2 separate regions of the Mus musculus genome follow, and region 1 is linked to region 2. The links are chromatin contacts, called in public HiChIP or PLAC-seq maps. All regions are on one chromosome and are shown on one strand. The core of a region is the stretch at or near the end of the contact, and the rest is flanking DNA. Distances in the headings are between cores, read along the strand shown. Region 1 holds the start of Dpy19l1 (dpy-19-like 1 (C. elegans)). Region 2 has its middle 110 kb from the start of Gm39311.

What was found. HiChIP or PLAC-seq counts read pairs in DNA pulled down with a chosen protein or histone mark.
Region 1: an H3K27ac HiChIP or PLAC-seq map of the NIH/3T3 cell line shows a contact between it and region 2, with 13 times the contacts expected there. The contact joins the promoter of Dpy19l1 here to the enhancer-like site in region 2. A contact is called at or near these places in 3 of 39 promoter capture datasets (the 3T3-L1 cell line, cranial neural crest and hippocampal neurons), 2 of 484 Hi-C or Micro-C datasets (the C2C12 cell line and adipose-derived mesenchymal stem cells) and 8 of 115 datasets of contacts at active chromatin or transcription factors (the NIH/3T3 cell line, astrocytes, bone marrow-derived macrophages and 5 more).

Annotation. Positions count from the first base shown.
Region 1 is chr9:24,501,271-24,507,212 of GRCm38.p6, forward strand. Dpy19l1 (dpy-19-like 1 (C. elegans)) reads right to left here and starts at 1,870. Exons shown (of 23, transcript NM_001359948.1): 1 at 1,569-1,870. The coding sequence starts at 1,860. It overlaps LOC115487153 (a long non-coding RNA gene), which reads right to left and starts at 1,263. Exons shown (of 2, transcript XR_003948106.1): 1 at 1-1,263.
Region 2 is chr9:23,691,008-23,696,990 of GRCm38.p6, forward strand. No RefSeq gene overlaps it. Among named protein-coding and RNA genes, the nearest start is that of Gm39311, 110 kb to the left of the region's middle. Within about 2 kb of position 3,709, at least 32 of the 459 cell types and tissues checked have an H3K27ac peak or open chromatin away from gene starts, as enhancers often do. A contact at or near this core is called in the NIH/3T3 cell line, adipose-derived mesenchymal stem cells and pancreatic cancer cells, where this site is marked.

The DNA of each region.
Region 1 (5,942 bases), core at 620-3,119, 810 kb after region 2:
TTGGTGACCTCTATCCAGGGTACACCTAAGACTACGGCCTGCCACATTCACTGTACTTCCACTCACAAAGTCAAAAAGAGCAAGTCAAGAGAAATGCTGCCCACCTGCATTGAACAAAACAGTATTTCTGCAAGGGCATTAGTAAACCCAAATATAAGCCATCCAGTATAAGCAAACCCAAAGGAACTGTACCACAAAACATGAAAAGAACAGGACCCTTTAAAATCTATTATTGTCTCTCCCTAAAATAAACAGTGTCATCCCTTACTCTACTACAGTTGCTGTTTGTACTAGCCGTTCACAAACGCTGGAGCTTTCTTCTGCCGTGGGATCAGAAATCAGGATTATGCATTTGCTTTTACATAGGAACTGATGCTGTAAAATGCTTTGGGTACAAACATGCATCACCCAAGGAGTTGGTATTGCTCTTCAGGACATCCCTGGGTAAGCAGGGCATGGGATAACTCCATATAACACAGAAGGAAGGCCCTCAAAGTGAGACTTAAACCAAAATCAAGCACTCTGCACCAGTGCTGAGTGCCTTCAACCTCAGCCACTGTACCACGCTGCCTCCCCAAGGTGGATTTAACCTGTACACTTGCCATGTTCTCAAGCTAGCTGCTGAAGGAGGGAATGATGAAAATAATGAATTTGCCAAATCTTGACCCAAGTATTTAAAAAAAAAAAATCCTAGTAACGATGCCAGCCTTCTTGAACCCACAAACACACAGCCATGACTGGCTTTCAATAACTATACAGCTGCAGAAGAGGCTGGCCCCACAGGAAGGCTGATTTTGCTGTATTGTCTGTCTAAACCCCAAACTTCAAGCACCCCAAACTCTTAGAGGTCATTAAGCAACAGGGAAAAGATAGTAAGAAAATATCACTACATAATTCAACAACTAAATCCCATCGTGGCAAAAATATCACAGAATCCTTATGAAGGGCTTGTTAAAATTAGGCCTATTAATCCAACTTCTATAAACTTGCCTTATCCGACAAAGTCACAGAAAACGAACCCAGAAGATAGTCCACACGTAAATGCCTCAACTTTATTTCTTCTAGGCACAAGTTACATCCCATCCATTTGGTGCATGGAAGAAGGTAAAGAGATGCCAGCAGGCAAGGTTAAAGCTTGGGCATCCAAAACACGACGCAGCCTGAAAAGTGACAGAACCACGAAGTGCCACCCTCAGTGTTTGCGGCCAAGAAGGGAAAAAGCACGCTAAAATTTAATTATAAGTTTGGCAACTTTCTAAGTCAGGAAACCTGGGTATTTCGAGCTCCAGGAATCGCTCGCATCACCAAGCAAACCATCCTCCGAAGTAGCGGCTGGGCCAGGGGTAAAGAGTGGACTGTGGATGCAGGCAGAATCCAGTCTCCTCGGCGCGGACCAGCCCGCCCGCGGCCAGCCGAGCAGCTGTTGATCTCGGGGCCATGTTTTTAAAAGCCCGGGCGGACCGCGGGGCAGAGGATGTGTGGAGCTGAGCCCCGGAAGGAGCGGGGAGGAGTAGGGAGGAGGCAGGAGCGTCCCGGGAAAAGTCAGAGAGGGCTGCTAACTGGCTCACCTAGCAGCAGCGTGCTCCAGGTCCGGCCGCGCCCGCGCCGCAGGCCCAGCGCCCAGTGCAGCCCGGCCGCCAGGCGGCCCGCGAGGCCGTCCGGGGCGGGCGCGGCGGTCCCTGCGCGGGGTCCCTTCCTGCCCGCCGCGCCCCTGCGCCCCGGCGACGGCGGCGTGCGCTCCGACCCCAGCTCCCCGGCGTCCACCTCGGATGCCCCGCTCAGTGGCGGCGGCGACGAGCGGGCCGACCGGGGCGGCCTGGGAGCCGCGTCCCGGTGCTTGCTCCGCGCCTGCAGGACCATCTTGGCATAGTCGCGCCCGCTAGCTGCGCGCGCCCGGACGGCGGCCGGGATCCGCGGACTGGCGGTCGCTCACTCTGGCCGGCGAGGGCGGGCCGGGAGGCGGGGACAGCGCGGGCCGTGTGGCCGCTGCCTACCGCGTGGCGGCCGAGAGGCGGCGCCGGACTCCCGCGCCTCCGCCGTTGCCGCTCTCGGGTTGCCAGGGCGACAACGGAACGCCGCGGGGCGGAGGCGGGGACAAACTGCGAGCGGCGCGGCCCCGCCCCTCCGGCGCGCGCGCCCGGGCGCGCTCCAGCGGCCAAGCGCGCACGCGCGGGCTACCAGCGGGGCGGGACCGGCGGCCAGGGGAGTAGCGTGGACGACCTCCCGGAAGCGGCAGTGCGCCCTCGGGAACCGGGGATCTGGCTGTGAGGCGGCGTGGCGCGGGGCGGGAACCTAGTGGCCACGGAACGGCGCCGTGGGTACACTCCGGGGTTTCTGTGCATTAGGCTTGTGCAAGAAACTAACGGGGTAAAAGTGTGACCTCGCCACTCAGAACAGCCAGGTTTCTGGTTCAAGGATGAGAAGCAGGGAGTGGACCGAGTATTCAAATAAGTGTCCGGTAGGTCGGAGCGAGGATGTAATCTGAAGGCCTGGGTAGGAACCCAAACTCAAGTCATAAATGAAAAGGGCCTGTCAGGGAAGGTTATCCACGTGTTACTTTTACCTCATGTATACTGAAAGTATGGAAACCGGCTAAAAGATGTGACACTTGAAAACGAATTTTCTCATAGCAGGATGTAGGAGTTAATGAAGAAGCCCAGGGAAAGAAAAAAGAAAAAAAAAAAAAAAGAATATGTTCCAAGTTAACCTTCCTTGCCTCCAGCCCATTGCTATTTGCACAAAGCCTTGGAGAATTGCAGCAGCGAGACTTATTTCTTGGCTCCTGTCCAAATGAGCTTGTTCCAAAAAGTCTGGATGCTGGAAATCAAGGCACATCGTTTCACTTTTCTCCACAGTAATTACAGGGGTTTCAGGAGGCTCTGGCTTCTATTGCTCACGACTTTATTAATATGAGCATTCATTAACTCAGGCACAAAGAATGGATTTTGTTAAAGGACTCACCGCTATATTACACTTTGTAAGTTTCCTGAGTTTGATTATTAAGTTATGTATTGAAAACAAGGAACAACTGTTTAAGACACCTCTATTTAAAAAAATGATTGACAGTGTCATACAGGGGCTTATATTGTGAAATAAGGTATCAGGTTGATAGAGTGTTATTTCTAGGGTTGATACTAAATTTATAACCTACCAGATTAAAAGAAATTTACTTCAGTGTCTGCCAAAGACAATAACAGTAATTTCATCACTAGCATACTTATTAATTAGAAGACACACGGAGCTACAGTATTGGATTGCTTGTCCCTGAGATGTGGGGCATGCTTCCCAATCAGTTTTTCCATGGAGTGTCACTGGTTATATCACCCACAATCCAGGGCAGTCCTTGGGCCCACCAGTAGTTGGCTAACACACAAAAAAACGAACTCTGTGGTTATGTTGTTTGTGGAGTTTTTGTTTTACTTTGACATTTTTGTTGTTGTTGTACTGATCTTTTGCTTGTTCCAGGTTTCATTTTTGTGCTTTTGAGTGGTATTTTAAAAAGATTTGGGAGGTAAGAAGTTGAATGATAGGGAGGTTCTGGGAAAAATTAGGGAGAGGAAAAATGATCAAAATATACTGTATGAGAAAAATTAAAAGTGTGTACAAAAAGAAAAAAGTTTCCTAGTGCTTTCTGGGCTCTGTGGGGGAAAACTTGTGGTGGGGGAGGGGCGACTGATTAATTGGTACAATTCTGTTAGATGATTTTCTTGTTCAGTAAATGAATGGATGAGTACAGGAAACAGCATAATCAAACATGATGTTCCTAGCTCTTGAACATTCTCCACATGACCTGAGTTTCTGGAAGAAACCAAATCTCTCTAGTAGTCATCTTTAGCTGCAGCTTTGACCCAAGCTCAGAACATGGCTGAAAATTTGCTCAGTTGACTTAGAAAAGGACTACTTATGGGTGGGGCAGACCCGGTAGATCTTAATTCCTCTCCTGTGATGCACCCTCAGGAAACCTCAAGTAAGGGAAGTGTGAACTGTGGGGGTAGGGGGATGGTGCTTGGTTTGAGTTTTGGGTTTTGTTTTTTGGTTTCATTTTTTGTTTCTTCTAGACCCAGGTTGGAATCCCTGCTCTGATGCCTGGCACGACTCTCCTCTTCACACCCTTCACCTTTTGAATCTCCGTTTCCCCCTCTCTGGGATAAGAAGAATTTTTATTTAGAATTGAGCCAAGAGATGGCTCACAAGCGGAGGCAGGAAATCAAGAGCCACCCTAGACTTTAATGGTCCTCGACTCCTTGGGTGTCAGGTTTCTCAGATCTGACCTGAATCACTCACTGACCCTGCTTCCAACAGGTGCTTTACAAAGTAATATCCATTTCATGAATCACTAAGCCTAGATACAATAGCAGGCCACTCCTGGTGCCCTGCTCCTCAGAGGGAGGATGTTTTGCTCTGGGAAGTGGTAGAACTGAAAATGGAGTCTTTAGAGAATATGCCAGACTTGATTTAACCTTTAAAACTCTAGAAGATCTGGAATACAGTTTATTTGTCTCTGTATTATTAGACCAGTGCCTACCACATAGTGATTGATATTTTTTTAAAAACTGACAAACTAAAAGCTACTTCTTAATTAATAAAAAATTATGTTGGGCTAAAGAGATGGCTCAGAGGTTAAGAGCACTGACTGCCCCTCCACAGATCCTTAGTTCAATTCCCAGCAACGATATGGTGGCTCACATCCTTTTGTAATGGAATCTGATGCCCTCTTCTGGTGTGTCCAAAGACAGTGACCATGTACTCATACAAATGAAATAAATCTTTAAAAAGTTATATGTGCACACTCACATGAATTAAGACAAGGCTACAATGACTTTAAATTAAGTATTGGCATATATGACTTTAAATTTAGTATGCTTTCTATGCTTTAATGGTATACCAGAAAGATAATTCCTACTGCGATGCTATAGAATACTAGCCTGAGACAAAGAATCTAAGCCAGGAATCAAAAAGAACTACTACTACTCAAGAAATGTTCCAAGGCTGATTCCTGAACAAAACACCAATCCAATTCTCACTATAAAACTATACTTTGCCCATGGATGTGTTGAAGACACTTTGTGTGCACCTATAAGAATAAGTGGTAGATGATATAAAGATGAAGTAGACATAGAATGAAGATTAAAAGTATTAAATCGTAAAGCAAGACAAGTAATCCAGAAAGGTAAAACTTAGTAATGAGTAATGAAGAAAGTAAGCGGGAGGGGGCGGGGGGCGTGCTAGGAATTGGCCTCCTCTGTGTTATCATTTAAGGCTCTATTTTGGATCTTTCAAATGCCTTTTCCTCCCTCCACCCCACTGTTTTCCTATTCATAGGTAACAGACAAATGTGGAGTCTCTGGTGCTAATTTTTATTCTCTTCAGCAAGATCATTTGAGCTCTATTTTAAAGAAGTGCCCTAAAGTTAGTTCCAGATTCTGGTTTCCTGGCTCAACAGCTGCTTCTACCAAGACAGGAACCAGAATAATCCTGTCACTTCACTGAAACTTAAATTGGTACAAAAGATCTATCTGTGTAGCAACTGGCTTCAGGCAAAGCTCCAACATTAGCCTGTCATTGTATTTGCTTTAATGTATCTCTAAAGTGGGGAGAAAATATATAAATTGCTACTTTATTGCTTTTTATATTTTTTTTATCTTGTGCCTTTCTTGATTCTGACCTTGTAACTTAAAATATTCCTGCCCCCATGAGTGTTCCCCAGAGAGTTTATTATTAGGCTTAGTCATAGCACTCAGACAATCACTCTATGGCAGAAGTGCATGTCCATTAAACTAAAGTATAATTCCAATTATTGAAGGCTTACTAGGTCCCAAGTGCCTTAGCATATATTAAAAACATTAAAGATTCATATGTCAAATCTCTATCCTGGAAGAGCATAAGGTTTAATTGGTGAGGCAAAATAAACTAGAACAAAATATGCTCACATAACAAAGTGT
Region 2 (5,983 bases), core at 2,459-4,958:
AGCAATGGAACCAAGACTCAGTTAGGAGAAAGGTGCTGTAAAGAACCCTGAAGCCAGTGGAATGTGAGGAACCCAGGAGTCAGTGATAGAGAGCAGGGTTTGATGAATGGGCCATCTATTGGCTAAATCTGCAAATAAGCAACCATGTAATAATGCTTTTGGTGACACATGTTTCTCTGTAGTTATTGTAGAGCTGAGAAGATCTAATAAAGGGGCAGTAGGTAACATTTTCATAATGGTGAGCAATGGGAACAGAGTGGACACAGAGAATGGGAGGGAGGAACAGTATGCAGACTACTGCTCTGGAAGATTTCCTGTGGTTAGGAGAATTTGGCAGTTTTCTTTGGGAAGAAAGAGTTGAGAGTTTTATTAAGACAGAAGATGTTTAAATATAATTGTACATGAAAATAATGCTTTATAAATGTACAAAAATGTTTATCTGCAGATCAAAGGCATGGCATCTTGGCAGCTTATTTGAAAACGGAGTGAATAATCAGGGCTTAAGGAAGAGCTGATATCTGTGGGCAGCTGGATAACAAATCTCCAGGACTCATATCCCACAGGGACCCTAACAACTGTGATCAAGTTCTGAAAATTTAATTGTTCACTATTAATTATATTATAAAATGAGGCATATAACTCCAGCTACCTTTTCACTAGCACTTAGAGATGCAGCTAGCTTCCTGGTTAGACAGGCAGAGTGATATATTGAAATAATCATGAAGTTTAAACTGGGGAGGAGCTGATTGTCTTTCCATTGCCTTGTGTTTAGCTGTGTTTACTTAGGAATGCTAGTGAACTTATCTGAATTCTAATTCTCTAAACAGTGAAGCAAGTTCAAGATGATGCTTATTTATACATAAGTTTATCATAAGGGATGCATGAAGATGAAAGTTTTGTAAGCCTTGTGAAATGCACATTGGCATAGTAATGAAATGAGTCTTATTTCACAAACATAAGTGCAAAAGAAACATGTTTCATTATTGACTTTTGCATTATCTTGATTCTGATTTGGAGGATCTATTCAGATCTACAAGGGTTGAAAACTACAGGTATTGTTCAGCTGACACTTCTTCCACTCCAACAGTAAGTGTAGCACGGTACCAGTTTCCTTGGTTACCTTGGGAAAACCACATGACTCCTTGAGATCCAGCATCATCCATGGACATCAGGTGAGGCTCAGGCATACTAGGAGAAAGGCTTGTGTGGGAGAAGATCTCCAAATGTTAAGAACTCTTTGCTCATCTTCATCCTTCAACAATTTTCTATTTCTTCACCCAAAAACTTAAATTTTGTGCTAGGATTTATTTTGCTTTTAGCACTAGTAAAATTCCTCAGCCCAGGAAGCCATAAACATCCATATAGAAGGAGTGGATGAGAAGTCCTTAAGAAGAAGTGGGTAGAGTGTAAGTAGAGAAAGAAAGACTAACGAAAGCTGTCTTAAATTATGTCATATAGTGCTTGTTTTTTTATTATTTTGCATGATGGTCTTAAATCAATTGCCTCATAAAGTGATTGCTAATTCAAGAACTTGGCAAAACACTGGCCTTGACAACAATTGAGATATATGTAAAAATTTCAGTTCTTTAAAAGAGGCTCATTTTCAAAGACCTATTATTGGATTGGAGATATTGGCGTGGCCCCATTTGCTAATGCAGGCATTGTTTCCTCTTACTTTGGCAACAGACTAGGAAACACGGTTTCATTTAGGGGATCAATACATTATTAACTGAACACAAATGCATATTTAGAAGCCAACCCTTTCCAAGAATGGCTGGAAAGCAGTGGAGCCAATTTCTAGCAAAGGCTTGCTTGCTTTATCGAGCGGACCATGGAAAATGAGCATCACTTTGGCTAATTGTTAGAGTGAGCCCTACTTGACTAGATAGTGGTTCATTATGCTGGGCAAAAAGTTTCATTCCCCACCTCATTCTTAATCTTGTGAAAGCAACAATAAAGGCTTCATTTCAACGTTGGCTTGTAGGTTCAGAGCCAAGCCAAGTGGAGTGCCAGTGTGGAATGTGTACGATTTATCAGCATAAAATCTCTCCAGGGATGCCAGGCACCATTAAAAACAGCATCTCCCAGAATGAATGTATGATAATAGAAGTTCTTTTTCTAATTACACAAGGATCAAAGACAAGAATTTGGATTACTGTCTAGCTGCGTTTCTTGCCTCCATGGAGGCTGAGCCCACCACAGCCTTGCCAATGTTTACCTCTCTAGACAAGAAGTCAATTATAGTACAAAGGAGCTCCTATTGCCTTCTGAGATTATCGTGCTCCAAACTAGCCGCTGTAGAGACGACAGATGGCTAAAGAAATAAAGGTCTAACAAGTCAGTGTTTTGCTTGGGGAAGTATAATTACACTTCACTTTAGAAGCAGAGCATTCAGTTTGCTAGAAAAGCAATAATATGCCTCATTTACAACCCAGAATAATGGAACACACTGCTTTTTCTACCTAATGTTTAAAACATAAGAGCATATCTTTAAACTTTTGGACATGTAGCTAACAGTGTACGGCCTCCTGAATACAATAACAGTGTTATTGACATAAGAAAATTGGCATTCAAGCCCAGACTGGTAAAACTAAAATTAGTTATGGTGTCAGGTCACATGACCAGATGAATGCAAACCTACTCATGACTCTAGGATGACTGGTCATAAGAATTCTTCAAAATGTGTTTTTATTTACTGTACCTTCTTACTTTTTCTTAGTTTTATTCCATTAATTTTCAACATGCAGAAATAAATTAATCTCTTGTTTTCCCTTGAAGTTTCTGAGGTAGTAGCTGGTATCCTTGAAGTTAAACTAGCTATGATAGCTATGCCATGTTTAGAATCTACTAGGTCTATAAATCTCTCTTCAGCTGAATACTGTTATTCTTCTCCAATTTCATCCACTGAATCTTAGAAATCAAACCATTTCAGTGATACCAACCATTTAACTCTGAAAATTCATTATCAAACCAAAATGATGCTGAGGACATGTGTTCCAGTGCCCCACACCCTGACCTGGATTGTCTTCCAAGGCTTGTTCTCATGTGGTGCCCAGCGGCAGAAAGGATAACAGAATTAGGTCTTGCTTCCCAGAAAGAGTGGTAGTTCCCCACTTTGTCTGTGACTCTCAGGCACTTACTGAACTTGACTATTTCATCTTACAAGTGAGGGCTGGTTTAATATGGATTCCATGGGTATCTTCACCTATCTCACTAATGTTCCCCAAGCCCCTTGACTTTGGACCTTTAGCAATTTACTGAATTTTGTAGTAAACATCTCTTTCTCCTTTTAGAGAAGGACCAACACCTAAAAGGCCATTTTTCACCTCAAGCACATATCATTTTTAGCAGAAGCATTTAATAGTACTGTGTTGGTCCCTGCAAGTTACTTGTATATAACGCATTATGCTACACTGTATATTAGCTATTCATCTTCTGAGATAAAACCTAGCCATTGCCATTACTAATAGTTGCCGACTCTAAATGTCAGCATCCAAATTTCAGACCATCCTCACTTCCTACCTTCCCAGCCCAGTCTCCCTTCTACTCCCACTCCGGTGATTTTTCAGCCTTCCAGCAACAACCCATTAACCTCACCACATTTTCTGCCCATTAACCTCCTCACATCTTTGCTCCTGTAGTCATCTCTCTAAGATTCTATGATTCATCATAATAACTGCCTTTTTACACAATCTCAAGACACTATTCCACTCACTCTGAAAATGCCAACCTTGGTTAAATATCCACCCACTCTGAACTTGACTCAATTGGTCAGCTGTGACTAAGAAAAACCATAAAACCATTATGCTTCATCTCCCTTTAAGTAGATTCTGGGAAATTCCCCTCATTTTCCCAAGGGTTCTGTTTATCTCTTCTTTTCCTGATCCTCCTCAATTTTCTCCTTTTGATTCATTCCTGGTTGATAACTTGGGTTGTATTATTTAGTGAAAATACATTAATTCAGAAAGGGAGTCTCACATTTCAATTCTGTCACTTTACTTGTGACATGGTTGAAGTATAAGGAAATTCCTTGCCCTGGAATTTGTCTCTTAACCCACATGGAAGGTGCTTCTGCAGATATGTCCTCTCTACCTTACCTCTGTTATGGTTCATATAATATATAACTCACATACCATCAAACACAAAGTACACATATCAACTGTTTTATCGTATTCATAAAGTTGTAAGCATCACCACTATTACTTGCCATGATATTCTCATCACCTTTAACATATGACATAGTTTGCTTCCTTTTACAACCCCCAATGCTAGGACAATGCTAATCTCTTTTTAATCTCTCTAAGCTACCTTTACTTTCTATATTATGTATAGATGAAATAATGCATGCCCTTTTGATATTTGACATATATAATGTAGTAAAATGCTCCGAAGCCTTATCTATGCTACAGCATGAGTTAGACTTTCATTCTTTTTTCATTGTCTACTTCTATTATATGGTTAAATCATTTTTGTTTATACAGCAATAACTTAATAGAAGTATAGATAACAGTTGCATTAATCTTCACTGTTATATTGCTATTCACTTCTGCTTGGAGACAGTTAATAGATAAGATACAGTAAATAAGCAAAATTTACAAGGTTCAAGGAACTATTGAAACTTAAAAGATCCACACCAAGGTTATACAGAATTACTAGGAGAGGAAAATTCCAAGTCAGCTGTTGCTGAGCAGCCTGTGAGATAGAACAGTGAAATGCAGGCTTGTAGCTTCTGTGTGCTCTCACCCAGGCTGTGGTACCCTGTTCAGAGATGCAGGGAGCCTTCAGTCATCCATGGTCAAGTGTAAGCAACCTTTCAGTCATGCTCCTTAGACTAACTCCAACAAACTTGGTGGGTCACTGAACCAGCCTTGTGGGGGATTGTTTCCATGGTCTGTTGTCAGCACACTATCTTGATTCACTAGAAAATATCAGGCAACACAGTAGGCACCTGAAGTGGGACTAACAGAATCAAACTGAGTTGAATAGAGCTAATTGTACATCCACTAAAATGGGAGCAGACACATGCAACAAAGGCTTATGTGTATGACAGTGGAGCAATCAATGAGCTGAAATCAATACCTTAGATGAAGCTCAGGAAATAGGATTTAAAAGAACATTCACAAGTGTTCTCAAGTAATGCAAGAAAAATTTAAAAAGACATGAGCTATTACCTCATTTAACCCCAACATTATAACAATAAATGATTGAGTGATGTCCAAAAAACTACAAATATACATCTGAATGAAGTAATGAAGACAATTTAGGATTCTAAAACTGAGTGTAATAAACAAATAGGAACATTGAAGAGAACACAGCTGAAATAAATATAGAATTGAAAACCTCAGTATACCATTTAGAAAACTCAAAGGAAATGCTTACAAATAGAGTAAACCAATCTGGAGACAAAATATAAAAACTCAAGTTATGTGCTCAGCCATGTTCACTGCCACCCTATTCTCAATAGCCAGGATATAAAAACAATTTAAATGTCCTTCAGTAGATAAATAATACATATATATGTTATACACCTTGACATATTATTTCTCTGTAAAGAAATGGATTGACTGCTGGGCGTGGTGGCACACTCCTTTAATCCCAGCACTTGGGGGAGGTAGAGGCAGGCAGATTTCTGAGTTTGAAGCCAGCCTGGTCTACAAAGTGAGTTCCAGAACAGCCAGGGCTTTACAGAGAAACCCTGTCTCAAAAAACAAAACAAACAAACACCCCCCCCCAAAAAAAAAACCAAAGAAAAGAAGAGAAAAGAAAAGAAAAGAAGAGAAAAGAAAAGAAAAGAAAAGAAAAAAGAAAAGGATTGACCTAGAAAATATGATATTGAGTGAGGTAATCCAGACCCAGAAAGACAAACACCACATGCTCTCTCCCATCTGTAGTTCTTTGCTTTAAAGCCTCAGGACCTAAAAGCCTCAGGTGGGCCAAGAAACTCCAAACAGGAAACTTCACTTGACGATAATAAGTGCAAAAG